Linked DNA regions of Canis lupus: region 1 is linked to region 2. A link is a contact called in public Hi-C data. All regions are on one chromosome and are shown on one strand. The core of a region is the stretch at or near the end of the contact, and the rest is flanking DNA. Distances in the headings are between cores, read along the strand shown.

Region 1 (2,700 bases), core at 69-2,568, 610 kb before region 2:
CAGATCTCCTGGGTTTTAGGTAGAGATTAACAACAAACAAACAAACAATACCCCACTTCCCTCACAGCCTCACAGGTCATAAGGTCATTGAAATGTCAGAATGAACTTGTCCCTAGCAAAGACTTAGCTCAGCGCAACCCCTGCCCACAGTAAGTACCCAGTATATAGACGTTCCCCCCCCCCCCCCCACCAACTGCTTCTTGGAGCTTGGGAAGAGGAGCCACAGGAGCTCCCCACCTAGCCCACTGTGTAATCCAAGCTGTGTTTGTGGAACAGGGGTGAGGGGGGTGGATGGTAAGCATGGAGAGACCAGAAGGCAGGAAGGTGAGACAGCTAAAGTCAGGTCCTCTGGCAGGGCTTCCCTGCAGGCTCTTAGGGTCACTGGACCTCCATGGGGAGCTAGGGGCTGCCAGGGACAAGGGAGACAAGGGGAGCAGGGAGCATATATTCACATGCAGGGATGGGGCTCCCACTCTGAGGTGCTTCTCCTCCCTCACCCTCCGCCATTGAGAACAGAGGGTGAGAGATGGGCCCAGACCAGGGTGTGGCTTACATCTTCCCAGGCCAGAAGGCCCCCGGTAAGGCCAGGTGGGACAGGGTCCCAGCCAAGGTGCAGAAGGGCGGGGCCTAGGGAGAGGGGGGATACACAGCTCCTGGCTGTACACATGCATCCCTGCACTAGCTCATGGGGGTTTGTGGGGTGCCTCCCTGTGCAGGTGCATGGGTGTGTGTGAGGCACGTACACACTAATGATTGCTCCTCAGGAAGGGGCAAGGTGGGCAGGGAGATGTGGGGGTTCATCCTTCTCTGCCCTCTCTCTCTGGCTAGGCTGAACGCGACAGCAGTCCCAGGTTCTTTCTTGGCTCTGCCTCTGACCCCAAACCGTGACCTTGGGCCTGACCCTTAACTCTTGCTCTGGGCTGTTTATTCCTGGGTCCACAGCAGAGAAAAAGGCCCTGCTCTTCACTGTCTGGGACTGCCTGGGGGTCCAAAGGGCAAGAGAAGGGGGTCCAAACGGGCGAAATGGGTTGGCACCGCGACCTTCGAGAACCCGCATACCGTTGTCTGCCAGGTTCCTCAGTCCTCCCTGCTCCAATCCCCATCCCCGCCTCTGCGACTCGGTGATTCCTCCATTCCTGCACAGAAGCTGCGGCTTCAGCACTTACTTAATCCTCTCTGGGGCGCCGAGCTCAGCCGGAAAGGCTAGGGGTGCTGGCGATCGGCAGGAGGCCGGGGCGGGGGGCGGCGGGGCCGACCCCGCGTCCGCCCTCCCCCTCCGGGTGAGCTCCGAGCCGCGGGTTGGGCCCGCTGCAGCGCACGGCCGGCAGCCGCGAGCGCCGGCTCAGCCAGCCTCAGCCGCCGGGCGCGGGCAGGCAGGGCCTGGACCCACCGCGGGGGCGGGGCCGAGGCCGGGAGCCCCGCGGGTCCCCCGCGCTCCGGCGCCTCGCCTCCCCGCCGGCTCCGCGCCCCCGGCTCCCGATTGGCTGCCAGGCCCACAGCCTGCCGGGCGCCGGCCCTCTCGCCCGCCGCGGGATCTGGCTCCGCCCCCAGTAGGAGCCGGACACAAGGTCTCGGGTCTTGGAGACCACCCGTGACCACCCGTGCGCTACGCCGAGGTCGGGTGGGGGTCCGTGGGGGTGGCCAAGCCCTTCCTGCCCCAGAACTCGCGCGGAGCTCCACCTCCGCCGATGGCTTCGTGCTCCCAGGACGCAGGCGGATGCTGGAGGCTCGGGGAGAGCACTGTACTGGGAGTCCTCGGATCTGTATTGACCTCTGGCTCCCCCCTCTGTTGCTTTGTTACCTTGACCGACAAGCTTCCCCTCCCGGGGGCTCGGCTTCCAGCTTAGAAGGGCTCTACTGAGAGGGCTCTTGGTAAACGACACCCACTTCGGGCTAAAAATAGGGCAGCTTAGTCCAGAAAAGTTGGGAGCCTTTGGTATTATTATTATTATTATTGGTCGGCCGGACACAAGCAAGACTACATATACCCCTAACAATAGCCCCCATCTATGGCGCGAAATCTCAGGGGAGGGACCCTCAGATACCTTCTAATCCTCGGGTTTTCAAAGGAGTTTATGGGGATCACCGGAGAAGCTTCTGTTACCAAGGAGATCCCTGAGCCCCCCTCCCCCCTTCCCCTCCGGTCTGGGACCCAGTCCAGGAAACTGCATGTTTAACATCAGTTAACAGTGATCTACTTAACAACAGATTCTGATGGGGTAGGGCGTCGGCACCACACTTGGTGGGACACTGTCATGAATTTTGTAAAAGGAACAGCTGAGGCCCACAGAGTGAGCTGCCAACGGTCGGGATTCGAACTCAGGTCTCCGGCGTTCGGTTTTGAACCTTCCTGCCCCAAACCCTGAAACCCGGGAGCAAGAGGCTCCAGAGCGGTCCTGGGGTCTAGTGGCCACCCGGCCGCCAGCGCGGCTCCGGCAGCTTCCTCGGCCGAGTAGTGGACACGGGGTCCCGCCCCCAACCCTGGAATCCGTCCACGTGCTGCCGGGCCTGCGGGAGGCTACGCTAGACCACGCCCCTGGACCGACCCGGCGCCCCGGTTCTCGAACCCGAGCTGGCTGGTGACCCGCCGCCGCGGCCGGGTACCCAAACGCCAGCTCGGAGTAGTCCCCTCGGGCTGCGAGCGCGTCCCTTCCGTGACCTTCAGGAAGAATCGCCGGTCGCGGCCCGCAGGGAGCCAGC
Region 2 (2,700 bases), core at 162-2,661:
AGACTTTCTTGTTTGGGGAAAATAGGTGGGCTGTTGAGATGTGACCAGCGCAGTGTGTCCTGAGCCCCTTATAGGTGCTGGGAAAATCCACGGCTGGCGATAGAAATCTTAGGAAGTAGATGGCCATGGCCTACAGGCCACACTGAACACAGGAACAGAAAAACAACCCAACCACTCCCACTCTAGGGCTGACCCCCACGGTTATCTACAAAGGGTTAACTCATTCCTGCTGGAAGGGGAGTTAAGATCAGACAATGTTACAGATGTTTCTTTTAAGAGCTTTCCCCTTGCACTTGCCTCAGCTGCTCCAGGAGCTGCTTTATGTATGGTCATGGGAGGAGGAGGAGGAGGAACTGGCAGCCTCTTCCCCGCCCCCACGGTTTCCGTGCAGAAGGGTCAGGTTCTGCGATGCTTCCAGCAGCTCTCGGGAATAAAACCATCCCAAGGCCGCTTGGGCACCCAGGCAGGATTCTTTCCGCCTCCCCCGCACCTCACCTCTGGAGAAGAGGTCCTGGCCCTCGAAGTGGATAGAAGGGCACTGGTCAGCCTCAAGAGGTAAGCGTAGCAAGCTGTGCTAACGACTGGGTTTGGCCTTCTCTTCGCCCTTGGCTCCGTGGCCCTGCCCTCAGCCCACTGCTCGGAGGGCCGCAGCCTAGTGGCGCCAATTCGCACTCGGTAAACGGCGGGTTTGCTGGCGCGGGTTTCTCCGCCTCAACCCTGCTGAGCCTCGCCTTTTGCATGGACAGCCCTTGGTCATCGCGGCCTTTCCAGGGACCGCAGCAGGTGATACCTGAATGCGGAGGATCCCTGCTTTGTGGGGCGTGGGCGCTGGACAGGGCTGAGGGAGCGGCGTGCTTAGATCCTCTTCACCGTCGACCCCGGACCAGTCGGGGGATGCTACGTAAAGAGGCCGCTGGTCAAGAGTCGGGAGCCCGGCGCCCACAGGCACTGCCACTCCTGTTCCACGCAGCGCGGGCCCCCGCGCCGGAAGCGGGAAGCCTAGGGCCGGCAGGAGCGAACCAGGCCCGCTCTCGCGATGGCCCCCATCTCCGCGCAGCCCGGCCCCAAGGCCGCGCGGTGGCGCCAGAGCTCAATGCCGGGCCGCGATCGCCCGCCGGCCTCCCGGCCCCTGCCCCGCCCCCGGGGGTCACGTGATGGGGGCGGCGCAGTCCGATGACGCACACCCGGCGTAGCTCTCGCCCCGCCCGCCGCGGGGTCACGTGACAGTCCGGCGCTGCCTGATAACGCGACGCCCAGCCCCTGGGCGCCGCTCCCGCCCCGCCCCGCCGCCACCGCCGCGCCGAGTCCTTTTGTCCAAGATGGCGGCGCCGGGGGCGCTGCCTCCTCGGCCGCCGCCGCCGCCGCTGTGAGGGGCCTGCGGGCCGCCCGCCCGCCCGCCGCGCCGGCGCCATGAAGAGGCAGAGCGAGCGAGACTCGAGCCCGAGCGGGCGCGGCTCGTCATCGTCGGCCAAGCGGCCGCGGGAGCGCGAACGGGAGGCGGAGGCGGGCGGGCGGCGGGCGGCGCACAAGGCCTCGGGCGGCGCCAAGCATCCCGTTCCAACGCGGGCCCGCGACAAACCCCGCGGTAGCGGGGGCGGCGGGGGTGGGCATCGCGACGGCCGCGGCGCCGGGGACGCGAATCACCGTGCGAGCAGCGGCCGCTCCTCGGGCTCGGGCGCTGGCGGCGGGGGACGCGGTGGCAAGGCCTCCGGGGACCCAGGCGCTTCAGGTGCATCACCTCGCGCGTCTCCGCTGCCGCCACCTCCGCCACCGCCCGGGGCCGAGCCCGCGGGGCCCGGCTCATCGGCGGCCGCACCCGAGTACAAGACGCTGCTCATCAGCAGCCTGAGCCCCGCGCTGCCCGCCGAGCACCTCGAGGACCGACTCTTCCACCAGTTCAAGCGCTTTGGCGAGATCAGCCTGCGCCTGTCGCACACGCCAGAGCTGGGCCGCGTGGCCTACGTGAACTTCCGGCACCCGCAGGACGCACGCGAGGCCCGCCAGCACGCCCTGGCCCGCCAGCTGCTGCTCTACGACCGGCCGCTCAAGGTGGAGCCGGTGTACCTGCGTGGCGGCGGCGGCGGCGGCGGCGGCGGCGGCGGCGGCGGCGGCGGGAGCAGCCGGCGAAGCAGCAGCAGCAGTGCTGCCGCCTCCACGCCGCCCCCAGGGCCGCCCGCGCCCGCCGACCCGCTCGGTTACCTGCCGCTGCACGGCGGCTACCAGTACAAGCAGCGCTCTCTGTCCCCAGTGGCCGCCCCTCCGCTACGGGAGCCCCGCGCCCGCCACGCCGCGGCGGCCTTTGCCCTGGATGCTGCCGCCGCCGCCGCAGTAGGACTGTCCCGGGAGCGGGCCCTGGACTACTACGGTCTGTACGACGACCGCGGGCGCCCATACGGCTACCCCGCCGTGTGCGAGGAGGACCTGATGCCTGAGGACGACCAGCGGGCCACGCGCAACCTCTTCATCGGGAACCTGGACCACAGCGTGTCCGAGGTGGAGTTGCGGCGGGCCTTTGAGAAGTACGGCATCATTGAGGAGGTGGTCATCAAGAGACCTGCCCGTGGCCAGGGTGGTGCGTATGCCTTCCTCAAGTTCCAGAATCTAGACATGGCCCACAGGGCCAAGGTGGCCATGTCGGGCCGGGTGATTGGCCGAAACCCCATTAAGATAGGCTATGGCAAGGCCAACCCCACCACTCGC

Evidence for each region. A called contact is a pair of places that touch in the nucleus more often than the background predicts.
Region 1: a contact with region 2 is called in a Hi-C map of skin fibroblasts, with 2.8 times the contacts expected there. The contact joins the promoter of C20H3orf18 here to the promoter of RBM15B in region 2. A contact is called at or near these places in 3 of 9 Hi-C or Micro-C datasets (blood, skin fibroblasts and tumor fibroblasts).

What each region holds. Positions count from the first base shown.
Region 1 is chr20:39,205,615-39,208,314 of UU_Cfam_GSD_1.0, reverse strand. It overlaps C20H3orf18, which reads right to left and starts at 1,318. Exons shown (of 7, transcript XR_005374913.1): 1 at 1,060-1,318; 2 at 1-8.
Region 2 is chr20:38,599,028-38,601,727 of UU_Cfam_GSD_1.0, reverse strand. It overlaps RBM15B (putative RNA-binding protein 15B), which reads left to right and starts at 1,411. Exons shown (of 1, transcript XM_038566333.1): 1 at 1,411-2,700. The coding sequence starts at 1,411.